Linked DNA regions of Gossypium hirsutum: region 2 is linked to region 1. The links are chromatin contacts, called in public Hi-C maps. All regions are on one chromosome and are shown on one strand. The core of a region is the stretch at or near the end of the contact, and the rest is flanking DNA. Distances in the headings are between cores, read along the strand shown. Region 1 has its middle 37 kb from the start of LOC107889208. Region 2 holds the start of LOC107889215 (BEL1-like homeodomain protein 1).

What was found. A called contact is a pair of places that touch in the nucleus more often than the background predicts.
Region 2: a contact with region 1 is called in a Hi-C map of leaf, with 1.8 times the contacts expected there. The contact joins the promoter of LOC107889215 here to the enhancer-like site in region 1. A contact is called at or near these places in 4 of 34 Hi-C or Micro-C datasets (all in leaf).

Annotation. Positions count from the first base shown.
Region 1 is chrA09:66,342,748-66,346,476 of Gossypium_hirsutum_v2.1, reverse strand. No RefSeq gene overlaps it. Among protein-coding and RNA genes, the nearest start is that of LOC107889208, 37 kb to the right of the region's middle. Within about 2 kb of position 2,431, at least 7 of the 9 cell types and tissues checked have an H3K27ac peak or open chromatin away from gene starts, as enhancers often do. A contact at or near this core is called in leaf, where this site is marked.
Region 2 is chrA09:66,460,257-66,463,702 of Gossypium_hirsutum_v2.1, reverse strand. LOC107889215 (BEL1-like homeodomain protein 1) reads right to left here and starts at 2,058. Exons shown (of 5, transcript XM_016813570.2): 1 at 1,763-2,058; 2 at 708-1,625. The coding sequence starts at 1,592.

The sequences.
Region 1 (3,729 bases), core at 1,182-3,681:
CAATTAGAAATCTCGAAAAATTTAATCTTCATAGATAATCAAATAGACATGAAAAATACATTGATTCTATAAAAAATATAGTAAGGTAGTATTTGAAAAGCCACTTAATAATTGAATTTGGGTGTACTTGTAAATACACAAAGATGGCATGTTTGGGTTACCATTGTAATTAATAGGTCCCATTGAATTGTGTGTAATTTGAACACCCTAATTAAACTTTCCAATTCTTAGGGGAAGGGTGAGGATCGGAGTAATCACACCAAAATTAAATTTTTAAAAAATATTTTTATACTTATAAAAATTATATTATAAACATGAACATGTATTAGTGTTTGAGAAAGTTATGGTGAGTCCGTCCTACCTTGGATAGCGGATTCTAGGTCCTAAGGATAGAGGCTAGCCAGTTCCCATTCATCCAGTTCCCTTTTTGGAGGGGCTTGAGTTCAAGTTGTAGTTGCGTTCCATGCATAGGATGTTATAGGTTACGGGTTCGATACATTTCCAGACATTTCTTATATTATAAAACTTAAAAAATTATATTATAAAAATAATTTGTATATTTTATAATGTTATAACAAAAAAATATTTTTTGGTGAATTACAAGAGAAGGGCCAAGCCCTAGCAACAACACAACTAACGCGACTCGAACCCAAGTTCACCTAGGGCGGTGAACACCCTGACCATCAAGGCAACACATAGGTTCAAAAAATATATTAATCCTAAAAAAAAATTTAAAGTTATGGTCAAAAAATTTATTATAAAAAAAATTACATGTTATAAAAGTGTTATAATATATTTATTTATAAATATTTATCACCAAGAATTATGAACATAACTTATTTATGTGTCCATGCTATATATAATAAAAAATATATATTTCTAAAGTTATGGAAAAATATACATTTATCATAAAAAATATGCATTAGAACAATTAAATAAAATTGAATATGATGTTTATTTTTCTTGTTATTTTTATTAATAATTGTATTATCAACTACTTTTTTGGACTAACGTAATACATAAGATGATTTGATTTTAAATTTTGTAACTGGTTTAGAAAATATTTTTATCATACAAATAATTTTTTTATACTAATTAATATTTATTAAAAATATAAAATATGTTTTTGTGTAATTATAATTTGTACTACCAAACATGATACAGAGCATTATTATGTAATCCCACTCTATCAACGAAATACGTTTAGGGAATTACAATTATTTGTAATTGCAAGAGAGTGTAATTACTGAAAATTAAATTTAAGATACAAAATGATATAAAGTGTCATAAATTTGAATTAATTAACCTATAATACTTGTAATTGCCTTTATGAATATGAAAGTATGATATTTATATTGAATAATTTCTCGAAAAATGGTTGTTATTTGTTTTACTTGATAATTATTTTTTTTAGTTGTTAGATTTAGAGGATGAGAAGGAAAAGTTTAATATATAGTTTTCTTTTACTTGTGAATATAGAGAGGTGTATATTTTTTATTAAATGTTTATTATATAGTCCCCTTGTTGGAAGCTTCAAAACGACGTCTAAAGGAAGAGCGTCGCGTGGCTAGGGATCAATTGAATTCCATCAATAAAGAAGTATCACTAGGGAAGAGGATCTGGTGGAACAGATAATCATAACTAGGGTTAGCTACTACGTGTGGACGCTCTTAGAAGTGCAACCGATACCTAGGTCATTAGACTTCACTGGGGTCTTTTTTGAATTGTTATGTCCTGTGCTAGAGGGGTTTGACGTGATAAATCCTTTTATAGAAGCAATGAAGAATGCCCACATAATGATTGCTGCAAAGGAAGTTGCTTTAGAGGCTACCTTAGGTTTTGAATCTGTTGTTACTTAAGCGACAACCTTCGCTGCTAAAAATGATTTCGTTGATGATTCAATGTTTATGTTGTTTTTGCGAAAATTTGTAATCATTTTAACTAGTGATTTTGTTGGATGAACTTAGTGTCGGGGGGGTGAAGACTTTTTAAAGCTACCATGGGTGCAGTTGTCTGGAGTAATGATGAGGGTTCAAGGTTCTGTATATTGGTGATGGTTAAGATGTGTTCCTTGGAGAATCCATAGCCTTTGTTCAAAGGGGATTCGCACAAACGGTACTAACTGTTGATGCCAATTTAACACGCTGGTTTATGGTGGGTTGGAGGAATGCTTCAAGTGATCTGCAAGATAGAAAACTAGTCAAAGGGCGCCAGAGATTGTCCTCTAGAGTGCCTTCTGATGCTTAAATTAGCTCCTTTCTACATTTTCAAGATTATTAGATCCCTGTTATAATCTATTTAACAGCTTGACCTGAAGGAAACTTCCTCCTCTTTCATAAAGGAATGAGGACGATGTTTATACGAGCTTCCAGGCTTTGCAGGGAGAAGGCCCCTTATGAGGCCTTTTAGGCTCACTCCTTTTCTGCAATGGCAAGTAACCTTTTGTGGGTCCTTTTGGTTGCCTAGGCTAGCTTGATCGTTGTTTGAGCCTTTTATACTGTTTTAATAGGTTGAAATTACATATTTTATGACAATAAAAATATAATTACAAGATATAAATTAAAATAAATTAATAATTTAAGTTATTAATATTTTTTTAAAATTATACTTTAGTTATGGTCTTTTTGGATTTTTTTTTAGATCAATTTAAGTTTTGAATCATTTTAAATTCTAATCATTTTAGATAAAGATAAATCCAGATTAAAATGAAACAAATTCATATATTTTTTTACTTTAATGGGTAAATCAAATTAGATTGAATATAATTTAATAAGTGAAAATTTAAAGTTTAGATAATATTTAACTAAAAAGATATGAAAAAAAGTTGGAATTTTTTATTTTTTATTTTTACCTTCACCATTTTGGGTGATTTATATCATTGTAAATAGGGTTAACATATAATTTATCCTTTTAACTTGTCCAAAAAGTATTTAGTTGGCATCTGAACTTATATTCCGTCACACATATTGCCCCAATTTCTTAACAACCTTAATTTTTTTAAGAGTTAACATATAGTATACCCTTTGAACTTGTCCAAAAGTACCTATTTAGTATCAAAACTTGTTCAAAAAGTACCTATTTAGTATCAAAACTTGTCCAAAAGTATCTGAACTTGTCAAAAAATTATATTTTTTAAATTAATTTTTATTTTTAAAATTTTTTACTTTTTTAATATATGTCCGCCACACGCCATACTGAGAGGTTGTCATGTGTCACTATAAGATTGATCATCAGTGTCACGTCAGTACAAACTAACAGTGTTAGTATGGAGGTACCAACCTAGGTGATGAAATACAAATTTATATACCAACTAGATACTTTTAAACAAATTAAAAAAGAAGGGGAGGAAAAAAAACAAATTTATTCTAACTATAATGATTGTTTGTGAATTTTATTTTAAGAAAGTATTCTTTGAACTAATTGAAAAGAAATAATGAATTATTTTGTAATTCAACTTTATAAAAAATAATTTGTTTTAGTCATTTATTTAATTATTTTGTTTTTTTTAATTTTTGAATTTGTTTTATTTATCAAATCATCTTAAAATGGATGAAAAAAATTAATATTTATAATTTTGCTAATGTGGCATCCATGTGTATGCCATATTAACGATTAATTAATTTTTAAAAATAAAAAAATTAAAAAATATATATTTTTCAATAGTTTCAATAATTTTTTAAATTTTTTAAAATTTTAAAAATTATTTATTATTAATTTGACATCCACGCA
Region 2 (3,446 bases), core at 809-3,308, 120 kb before region 1:
TTCAATATTTAAGGACAACACTTTAATAATAATATAAAATTAAATTAAAAAAAGTCAGTAGATTTAGAAAAGATTAAAATATGTTATTAATTTGTAAGTGTGTTTTAATATTTTATTTGACAAAGTTTATTAATATATGTTAAAACTGTTGTTAAACATAGGAATATTTTAGTAGTATTTTTTAAAAAAAAATTTAAAACCATTATTTGAAGAATTAAAATTACTTGTGTAAAATCTATTCAATAAAAAATTAACCCATTGTATAAATAAAAAACTGTTTATAAATTTGTAATAATAATTTTTAAAAAAATTTATACCATTTATAAAAAATTTAACTTTTTAAAAACGATAAATAACCTCAGGGTTTTAATTTTCATATAGATTTTGTATTTAATTATGTTGTAAAAAAGTTACTTATCTGTTCCGTGAAAATTATTTTGAAACAGTGATGTTAATATAATTTTATTTAAAATTTGGAAAATTCTGATGCTACCAAATGTTAAAAATTTGTATTGTGAAGACAAAATGTTTTAAGAGCTTGAAATATATATATATAGGTATTAGGGTTTCGGTAAAAGTGTTGTAGAAGGAGAACTTGTTCTGTGCATGATTTGGGAGATTAATGATAATCTTAACTAATAGCAGTAAATTTGGCTTTCAAATATAGGATGGAAATTAAAACGAACAAAATAAATAAATAAGCGAACCTCATCAAGCATACTGACAAGTTTAGCTTTCTTCATCTGCAGCTCCTGTCTTTGAGCTGTGGTGAGCTCAGCTCCACGTTTAGCCCCATTTTCACCAGCGCTTGAACCCTCTCCAGCCACCGATTCTTTGTTCACCTTTATCTTCTCTTCCTTGGTCCCCTCAGACACGTCCGTCTTTATCCCTTTCCCCACATTAACGACTTCATCAAGAAGCTCTTGTGCAGCTCTCAAGTACTTTGACCCCAAAACCACACTCTGAGCCCCAGAAATCCCATTCGAAACAACGGAAACCGACGACGGCGAGTTCCCTGATATCCTCACATCTTCACCCAGTGACATAGTAGGAACTTGAGGTTGTCCTTGTATGTCTGTTTCAACATTATTACTTGACCTATAACCCACTTGTTGGGATGATAGACTTAGGGACAAACCTTGCCTTGGGGACACCACCGGCCGTTGAAACCCCGACTGCGACGCAACATCATGGGACCCACCAGAGTTATCTCCTGTAGCTACTGCCGACACAACCTGCGGATGGCTACTTCCTGGGGAATTCTGATGATCAACACTTGAACCCCATAAGTTAGAGTGGAAACCGGGGACTACACCTTGAAGGGGGGATGGACGGTGGGGATCGTCGGAATTGAGCGGTTTGATGGCGGTGGATGGTGTTGGGAGAGGGAGACCAAGGAAACGCTGATGATGGTTAGGCGGTGGTGCTTGGGGTAAGCTTGTGGGGCTTAAGAAGAACATGTTAGTGGCAGCCGATGGTTGTTGGTGTGTGTCAGCGTAGGGAACGTAGTTGGGGTTCATGAGATAAAGCGTTTGCATCCCATCAGCTGAAGCAGCCTGGAAATCTGAGCTTCCATGAAAGTACGTCGCCATCTCAAACTAAGGTATTGAGATGATAGATTTGATCTTAAAAGTCGTACAAAAACAAAAAAGAAAAATCGAAGGAAAAAAAGATGAGATAAAGAATAAAAATGAAAAGGGAAAAGAATTGAGGAGGGGGAAAGGAAAGCCGTCAAAGGATGTTGCAGAGACAGGCAAAGTACCATATTCCAATCCAATTATGGCTAAAAACACACGAGAGAAGATGCATATCTGTGAGAGTCAGCACACGTTCTGTCTAAATGCCTATCATGGAAGCAAAAGAAAAAAAAACTATGTCTTTTTAGGCTTTTAGGTGTATGACTGTATATAGTTTTGCAGATCTTGTCAGACTCAAATTTCTTTGCTATTTTTCTTCCCTTTCAGTTCATAAATATATGATGATAATTGATAATACATAAAAGAAAGAGAAAGAGATGCAAAGCAAAAAACAACCGAAAATGATACCCACTTTTTCTTTTCCTTTCTTTTTCTCTTTTTTGGTTTTTTTACCCTTCAAAAAATATGGCTTTGTGCTGGTTTGTGATTGGAGGGAATTTTAATTAAATAAATTTCACTATTTTTTTTTGTGGTCCCTTTCTTTTCATTATCTTATCGCTCTAATGGTGTTAGGTAACAACAATAGATTTTGAAAGTGAAAAAATTAACAGTGGAGCATGCCGCTGGAAAAGGAGGAAATTTCCATATTTCTAGAGAAAGGGTTTCTTATTAATGTACAAATCAATGTTGAAAAACAAGAGGGGAGGGGGTAAATGAGTTACTCAACTTCGATTCGGTAATTATTGAGTTTGAGATAAATTTTAGTTTAGTGATAATTGTTTTAAATGATTCGTGAGTTTTATCGAGCTTTTTATATTTTTATATTATTACCTTAAATATATATTATTAATCCTAAACTTAATTATTAAGTCGAGCTCGAATATAAATTTAATAAAATTTGAGCTTAAAAATAAATGTTCACTTGAGCTCGAGTAAAGTATCGAATTTCGAATTTCAAGTCAAGTTCGAGCTTGATAATATTCGGACTCGACTCAACTTGATTTGTTAAAGGTATACTGATTAGAAATTGAAATGACTCACTCACCATTGGGTAATGTTTGCCCTTTTTAAAAGATTTATCTATATATCTCTTTGTCTTTCATTTGCTTAGTTTTTCTTCTTTATTTTACAAAAGTAAAAAGGATATAAAGGGTAGAAGATAAACAGCACTTTGAAAATTTTACACAATTTCATGATCACCTTTGTCTATTTGTTAAGTACTAGACCTTTTTTTTTTTTGTTTCAACAAGTTCATAATGTCCCAAGGTGTTTTTATATATTTAAATTTTATAATTTAATAAATAAATAAATGAGACACATGATTTCTTAAATTAACTCGTATGGTTAAAAACTCTATTGGAAATATATAAAATAATAATTTTAATTAAAATATTATGATAATTTAAATATTATAATAAATGAATTCCTAATTATTATTAAAACAATTGTGCAGCAGTAAAAAAATTAATACTATGTGCTCTTCAATTTTCAATTTTCTTCTTCTTTTCATAATGACTAATAAATTTATCGTAATAGTTTGTAAATACCATATAATTAATATAAATATTATTTATACATGAAATAGAAACTTACTTATTATATAAATAAATAAAATTTTATATTTAAAATTAAAGTAATATACTTTTTTAGTTAATGAAAAATATAGTTTGAAGATAAATAATAATAAAAATTAAAAATTGGAAGAGAATAAGATTTATAAACCTAACTATGAAGGAATGATTAGTTTAAAAATAAATGAATGAAATCACCCAAAGCATAGTGATAGTCAGGAAAAGTCCAGTCAAAGCT